2 separate regions of the Lactuca sativa genome follow, and region 1 is linked to region 2. Evidence: chromatin contacts called from public Hi-C data. All regions are on one chromosome and are shown on one strand. The core of a region is the stretch at or near the end of the contact, and the rest is flanking DNA. Distances in the headings are between cores, read along the strand shown.

Region 1 (4,448 bases), core at 1,713-4,212, 130 kb before region 2:
CTTTTAATCAACTTTTAAATTCCAAAACTTGAGGGCAAGTTTTGAAACATTTTCAAAACATTAGGGTTTTAACTATTTAAATTTCAAAACAAAACTTTTGAGTTCAAATTTAAACTATAAAACTTAAAGGGGAAAATTGAAACTTTTCATAACACAAGGATCAAATAACAAATAATATGAATTCAACAATTAATTTTATCATTATCTATATTTGACCTAATTTCAATTTCTTGCAAAATAAGTTACCCAATTAGTACAAATAATCAACTTTAATCATATAAGGAAGTTATTATCTAATCAATTGGTAATTATTTTTTGTTTAATCAAGGATATGCTAATAAATATGTATAAAATCGAATTTTAATGATCTAAAACAGATAAGGCATGTATCCATGAGTAAAATAGCAAGAAACCCCGAAATCCCCTCTTTCTGACGCTCGAACTCGCCGAGTACCCCTATGAACTCGCCGAGTAGGGGGCCTACTCGCCGAGTCCACAATGGGACTCGCCGAGTACATCAGGCAGGAGGCAAAAAATCGATTTTTTTAAGGCTTGAACAAATAACCAAGGCATCAATACAATAGAAACCAATCAAGGCTTTGATACCACTGATGGGTTTTAATCATAAGAACATCCTATGTGCTCATACAAACCCTAATGCTTGGATCTAGGTTTGTCTATTGTACATGCAATTCATCCAAGACTATAAACCCTAGATCTAGTATATGACAATCAATATAACATATGGATTAGGTTTTAGATCATACCTTGATTGTTATGTAGCAATAAAAATTCCAAATCCTTCTTGTAATAACTTTAGAAAGCTTAGAGTCACAAATGTCACTCCTCTAATGGTTCACAAACACCAAGAGCAAGAGGATGAAGAGGAGAAGAGAAGGAGGCTGCCCAAAATGTGTGGAAACCCTAGAAAACAAGTTCACCACGTTTTTGGGGCATAAGGGTTCTTTAAATAGTGAGGCTATTAGGGTTATGTAACAAGGAAACCCTAATTTGGATGCTTAAGCCCTAAGCAACCCATGGGCTCCTTCCTTAAAGGCCTAGGACGATTTCTAATGGGCTTCCCCATAGAATTCGTCCACTCCTTTAATATGGAGTCCATTAGCTCAATATCCAACTATCATACAATTGACAGTTCTAGTCCCTTAAGTTTAATTAATGTCTTTTAGTGACAAACTTAATTCTTATTAATTCTTGACTAATATTAATTAAACAATATGATTTCTCCTTTAATATATTATTCTCATAATATATTAATAAATCATATTTAATCATTTCTCTCCATAATTCATCCTATCAAGTTGCTTTGGTGAAGGCAACTCAAAAGGACCATGCACCATCGGATCAAGTACATACCAAAATAGTTATGGACTTAGACACTAATCCAACACTATTTTTGTAACTTTTGGTATTTTTTTGGCTATTATCTGTAAAGTAATTAGCAAAAAAGGCTAAATTTTTAATTTTCTCTTATTTAAACATTTAATAATTTTTAATAATTTATTATTATTATAGAGTTATTGTAATACTAGTAATTTATTATAGAGTTATTGTAATAAAAATATGTAAATCAAATTTGTAAAAAGCTAACAAATATAATATGCATGTTTAAATGTATGTGACATTATAACAAAAATGATTTATCTGTTTAGTTAATGAACGAAAGAGAAAGTAATAACCGTCGTTATCTTTTAAATAAACGACATACATTTTTGGTATTGAAAAGGGAAGTGATTTTTCCAAAACAGATTTTACTCCATCCACTGAAATATATTTGTATTGACAAATATGCCCTTCATTTAAATTTGTAGATATTAAAGCGAGAGAACAATTCCAAGGTTATGTTTCCAAACGAAAATGATGCTCCTTCCTTATTCTTGCTTCCTCATCGACTCATCGGTGATGCCTTTTCAATATCTGATTCTCAAACAACTTCATTGCTATTTATGATTCTCAAGCATCGTCATTGCTATACGAATGAATTGTCAATTTTTGATTGATTAAACCTATTAAACAATTATAATTCGCTAAAAACTCACTCAAATGACTCACTCTCATACTGAACCTCATGTACTCTACATTCAGATCGGTGATTCAAATCTTGACCACAAAATTTGGGATTAACCTAAAGATATGGCTAAAAAAAAATTGTGATACAAATAAATGTATCTTCCCCAGGATCAAAAGTTGCAGCTGAAATTGTTGTAGAAATGGAAGTTGCTTCACTGGTGTTTAAGTCTACTAACTCGGTTTATTCAAGCTCAATAGTAAATAAATGAATGCAGGTTTCAGTTTAAGATCACCAATCAGTTTCAGTCTCATGTGGCTGCTGTTAAAATCTCAGCTTCTATCAACATATTGGAAAAATCTAGTTCTTATTAATATAGTAAAAGGGAAAGCAGGCCTAGCCTTTCAAGTTATAAAACCCAAAGACAATATCTTTTGGAGGAGTGTAGACACAAAGTTATCACTTTAAGCCTTAATTTAAGTATTAAAATGACTAAATGAGTGTCGATCTTTCAGTTCATAAATAGAATTAAGTATTAAAATGAGAACAATGTAAAAAATAACACAGAAGAAAAAAAGTTAGTTCTAATTTTGGCATGGGCGTGGAAAAAAGAGATGGACTGCACGTGTTCTTTTTCTTTCAATATTAAATGAGGGGCATAATTGGTAATAGATATAAATTTTAGTGGATGAATCAAAATTTTGATGTGGAAGAATCACCTCCCTATTGAAAATGATATAAAAGATTACAGATAAATAACTGTTTGTATCAAATGTTATATTTTGTTATAAAAAAATGGTATTATGTTCGATCATTTTCAAAAAAGAAAAAAAAACATAGGGACTATCATTAGTACTTATAAACTTAAAGTGGGTAGTAAAAAACTTTACATAAACTTAAAGGACTAAATTTAACGAACTATTCATAGTGACAAGCACACTCACACACAATTGCACAAACCCACTCTTATCTTGGTTGCTACTGTGTTCTTCAATATTTTGAAAGCACCTCCTAAAACCCTAATTGATCCAATAAAATCTCGAAAAAATGTTGCTCCATCCAACAGTTTCCCAATCTCCACCACACCCACAATCTATTTCTCTCTCGTCATCTTTATCTTCATCTTCCCTCTCTCATTCTCTCAATTTCCCATATGGGTTTCGAAGTTCACCCCACAAAAAACCCCAATTTACTTCGTTTATCGTCAAAAACCGTTATTCTTCGTCGTCATCACCAGTTTCAAAAGTGTACAACTATGGCACAGTGGACCATGAGAAAAAGTCTGGAACGGCGGTCACCTGGAAAGTCATTTACAAGAGGATCTCACTAATAGGAGACCCTGAAAAGGGGGCCACTGAGGTGTTGAATCAGTGGGAGAACGAAGGGAAAAAAGTTACCAAGTGGGAGCTTTGTAGAATTGTGAAAGAAATGAGAAAGTATGGTCGTCACAAGCTTGCTCTTGAGGTATATCTGGATTAAAATAGATTCACCGTGTGTTAAATTTGTGTTTCTTTGTTACGTTCATCATTTGCTTTCTTAAATTTGCTTGTAGTTAGTGATATATTGTTTCTGGTTTTACTTGTCGAGAATTAAACATCATCTAGGGTTTTTATGAAATTTTCGTCACTGCAGATTTACAATTGGATGAATAATAGGCCCGAGAGATTTAGAATATCGTCAAGTGATGCTGCAATTCAACTAGATCTAGTTTCAAAAGTCCACGGCATTTCAGGCGCTGAAGATTACTTCAAAAACATGCCCAATAATTTAATGGACAAGCGCATCTATGGGGCACTCTTGAATGCTTACGTACGTGCTAAAATGGTGGAAAAGGCCGAGGCTTTATTAGTCGAAATGAAAAAGAAAGACTATGCAAGCCATGCACTTCCATTTAACGTCATGATGACACTCTACATGAACCTTAAAGATCAAGAAAAAGTGGAAGCCATAGTTTCAGAGATGATGGAAAACAACATAGGATTAGATTTATATTCATATAATATCTGGATATCTTCTCGTGGGTCTCAAGGATCTATTGAAAAGATGGAAGAATCATTTGAAAAACTGAATCTTGATCCTTCTCTTAATCCAAATTGGACTACTTATAGCACAATGGCCACATTTTACATCAAGAATGACAAATTTGAAAAAGCTGAAGATTCTCTTAGAAAGATAGAAAGTCTAATTACTGGACGTGATCGAATTCCTTATCATTATCTTTTATCTCATTATGGAAGTATTGGCAAGAAAGAAGAAATTCAAAGAATTTGGGAGACTTACAAATCGGTCTTTCCTTACATACCTAATTTGGGTTATCATGCTGTGATCTCTTCATTCATCCGTATGAATGATATAGAAGAAGCTGAGATTCTTTATGAAGAATGGGTTTCAGTGAAGTCATCTTATGACCCCAGAATTGGAA
Region 2 (4,385 bases), core at 47-2,546:
CCAAAAAATGACTATACCCGATGTTTTCCCTAAGATTATTTACCCTTTATGTTTTTCTTCTATTTAAGTTTAAACATTGCGATGTTTTCCTAAGATTATTTACCCTTTATGTTTTTCTTCTATTTAAGTTTAAACATTGCTCTCTGAACCCTTTACAAGTTTACTATTGGACCACAATTGGTTTTGTCGTTGTGCTATTTTTACATGCATTAGACACATGAGTTTGTAGTTCGTTTTCAAAAACTTTCCTATATATACATGTATTTTAAAGATTGAGGTATGTTAAATGGTTTATAATATATATTTTATGTTCACTGAATGGTTATATATAATCAAATTAAGTATGATAAAATATTGAATTGTTTGGAATCCAAATAATGGTACCCAACCATTTACAAAAGAATCACATAACATGCAAATACCTTCTCTAGTGGGACCCGCAACCAAGAATCACAAAATTCACCATTGATCACACATGGAATCACATGATGACATTTTGGAAACCATCATTTTATAATTAACTAATTATTCTATTTTTACCCAAGTTCCCCATTTCCTTTAAAGATTCTTGTTTGTTAGTTTTCAACTATAAGTGAATTCATTTTTCTTTTTAATACAAAACTATTTTTTCTATATAAAAAGCTAACATAATTTAGTTAATATTTCGTAATTATTTAAACTTTGTTTCCGAGGAAAAAAAATACAAGTATATTGTTGTGTTCTTGTTGATATACCACACAAATTTTGGAAAATTACACGAATTTGAATTTTATGAAAAAAAGAGTTTTGTGCTTCTTAAGTTTGAAAATAGTCATTGTTATGAATGTTTTTAGTTTCCGCGTAAAAAAATGTTATTTCATTTTTTTATCTAAATTTTAATAATTATTTATTTACAAATCGTCAATAAAAACTATATTTCCTTGAATGTTTTAATTACAATTATCTATTTTCCATCGATTCTTTATTGAAGATGACTTTATTTTTTTTATTTCAAGCAAACTACCAAAGTTTAAAAATTAACATTAGTATATCTAGCTAATAAAAAAAGTCAATAATATATACAAAAAAAATGTTATAAATATTATAAATATAGAAAGAATCTATATGAAAGCTTTATAACAAAATTTGGCATTTGATCCATATTTTTCCCACTAAAATCTTTTCTTTAAGAACTTGAAGGTCACATGGGGGACAGCCTGGTCATAATCCATATTTCTCAAGGGTGAAATAGTAATTTCATGTATACCTACCTGCTAACGACCACCCTACCAGTGGTTTATATACCTGAAACACCCTTGTCTTTCTTCTTCGCTAGCTCGGCTGAAACTATCTCTCTCTCTCTCTCTCCCTCTGTTCATCAATGGCGGACATGGAGTGCCCAACAGTGATGAACAACCTCATTACATTCCTGTCATCTCTACTTCAACGAGTAGCCGAATCGAATGATCTCAACCCTCGATTTCACCCGCAGAAGATCTCGGCTTTTCATGGTCTCACTAGGCCAACTATCTCGATCCAAAGCTATTTAGAGAGGATTTTCAAGTACGCTAACTGTAGTCCTTCCTGTTACGTTGTTGCGTATGTTTATCTTGATCGGTTTACCCAGCAACAGCCTGCCCTTTCTATCAATTCCTTCAATGTCCATCGGTTGTTAATTACTGGTGTAATGATTGCTGCCAAGTTCATGGATGATTTGTAAGTTCTTCTCATTTATAATTCGCCGTTCATGTGTGAAATTGTGCTGTTTTTTTAATTTGAGCCTGTTCCAAATGTTTTAGGAGCGTTTTTATTGGAATTGAGTATATGATTCGAGAATTTGAGCCCCAAATTACTCTGACAATTGTCTGGATCACATTATTGGCATCTAATTCAAACTCATAGTTAATGAGGTTAAGAATTTATGAATTCCTAACAGATAAAAAGGGGAAACTAAAAATTCTTTGCTTCAAACCCCTGTTTTCTCTGTTGTACTTTTGATTCAGATAACTTTATGATATCAATCTTCTAGTTTTTTATGATTGGATGAGAATTGTGTTAGTTTTAATAATCAGGTTCATGAAAATTGAATTCTTCTAATACTCTTGGGCCAAGTACCAATCAAAATGATTGTTCAAAAAAAAAATCTTTCAATATACATCAAGTGGTTGTACTTAGCGCATGACATGTTGTACCTTGTTCTTCTTTTGTCCCCCACCTCATGAATGATACCCAAGAAAATAGTATTGCACCCACCAGTACCACATCATTAGTCATATCTTGGAGTTAAAGCTCAACAAATCTTTTAACTCAATTTAGGGTTAGATTAAATACATGATAATTGTATTAAAAAACAACATTTGTTTTTTTGTACAATGAGTAATTAATTAACAATGCCCTTTTGCAGGTACTATAATAATGCATATTTTGCAAAAGTAGGAGGAATCAGCACAACAGAAATGAATTTTCTTGAAGTGGATTTCTTGTTTGGATTAGGGTTTCAATTGAATGTGAACCCCACCACTTTCCACACCTATTGTTCATATCTCCAAAGAGAAATGTTGCTTCTTCAACCACCATTAGATCATCATCTAACATCATCATCATCATCATCATCATCGTCATTGCCATCAATAACAACAAAACTGCTTCATTATGAAGATGATCATCAACAACAAGAAGTGGCAGCAGTTTAATCAGCAATCTTTTCTTTTTCTTTTTCTTTTTTTTGAGACTGAATTAATCTTTTTATCTTGAGCTTGAATGATGTGTTTTTAGGTAGATTGTAGATTATTTTATATGGGTTTAGCAAGTTAAACCTTTTTAAGGCAGTTTTTTTGGGGGGTGTATTTTACTTGACTTTGATTGGTGGTATATACAAATGGGATGCTTTCTATTTTTTCGCTATCTTATATATATTGGAATTTTTTTATATAACATAAAAGAGGTCAATTAAATGTTATTATTTTTATTGTTGGTAGTCTTATAGAAGCATAAAGCTGCAAAAAGGAACACCCTGTAAGATCTAATCTGATCTGAAGAGGGGGGGGGGGGGGGGGGGGGATGATTGGGTGTGGGTGAATTAACAATGGATAGGGTGTATTTATGGCAAGTATGAGATAAATATAATATATCAAAAAACAGAGAATATAAATATTGAAAAAAAAACAGTTTTTGAATTTACTAAAATTTATATTATTTGAGTTATATTTTAGAAAAAAAAAAAGTAAAATCAATATTTCTCAAATTTATTATGGATGCTGATTTGGAGTTCAAACGAAGATTAAAAAAAAAGGTAGCCGGTGGGGCAATTACTGTGTTTTATGGTTGTTCGGTTATATTTTTAGAAAAGTTTTACTTAACTGATTGAAAATTATAACATTTAATTGAGTAAAAAGCAAATAAAGTATCAACAATCACTTTATAAAACATTAGATATTTACAGGATAGCATTAAACTTTTAATTAGGTAAATTTTCTTTAAAAAAAAATCATACTTTATCTAAGAATGTATTTTTAAAATCAATGCTTAATGGTTTATATTAGAAGTTAAAACTCTAGTACTTTTAAATATTGCTACTATTCTTAGATTGATTTTTCATAAGTTTTGAGGCGGATTTATATGGACTCTTCAAATGGTGCAATTACTATTTTTATAAATACATTTTTTTTTTCTAAATAAAACTCTACTAAAGCATCATTCCGTTTATATGTTACTACGTATTTGCTTCCAATACAAAAGAAAAAAAAATGAAAGGAGTGGTGACATAAAAGGTAGTCTTTTTAGAAGTTATGGCATATACTACAAGTAGTTGTTATTGATTCTTTTAGGGAACATTCACCATGTGATTTCGTGTACATTTATAGTTGGCCATGTGCATTGTTGTCTTGATGTACACATTCTATAAACTCTACACTTGGTTATGGGACTTTAATTAATAGGTCGAGACAAAAAATGAATTAGTTTTTATATGTTTATTAGTTATGTTCAATTATTTAATAAATATATTTTTTTAATAGAAAAACAAGATTCAGAAGAATTAAACCATCTACTAAGGAGTTAGATGAAACATAACGACATAAGTTAACAATGAAGCCCCACAATGGAAGCTTAGTGGTTAAGAAGTAGAATTCTAAAGAGAAAATCCAAGATACACTCATACACACCCAAAATCTTACTACTACTCAACTTTCAATACAACACGACCAATATCCAACCCTAAATTATAAGACACCAAAGAAGGAAAACTCAGCTAAATGCCATTAACAAACACTTAAAACAAACCAACGGATACCATTGAACCATAAATCTATAACAGAGACAACAATTGAACACCTCTAATTCCCATGTAAAAATGAGTAACAAGATTCATCAAACCACCAAAAAGTACCAAATTTCACAAGAAAACT

Evidence for each region. A called contact is a pair of places that touch in the nucleus more often than the background predicts.
Region 1: a Hi-C map of leaf shows a contact between it and region 2, with 5 times the contacts expected there. The contact joins the promoter of LOC111885674 here to the promoter of LOC111885669 in region 2. A contact is called at or near these places in 3 of 4 Hi-C or Micro-C datasets (bud and leaf).

What each region holds. Positions count from the first base shown.
Region 1 is chr4:63,233,508-63,237,955 of Lsat_Salinas_v11, reverse strand. LOC111885674 (pentatricopeptide repeat-containing protein At1g02150) reads left to right here and starts at 2,962. Exons shown (of 2, transcript XM_023881921.3): 1 at 2,962-3,490; 2 at 3,659-4,448. The coding sequence starts at 3,074.
Region 2 is chr4:63,097,248-63,101,632 of Lsat_Salinas_v11, reverse strand. LOC111885669 (cyclin-U4-1) reads left to right here and starts at 1,296. Exons shown (of 2, transcript XM_023881917.3): 1 at 1,296-1,695; 2 at 2,384-2,875. The coding sequence starts at 1,361. The coding sequence ends at 2,672.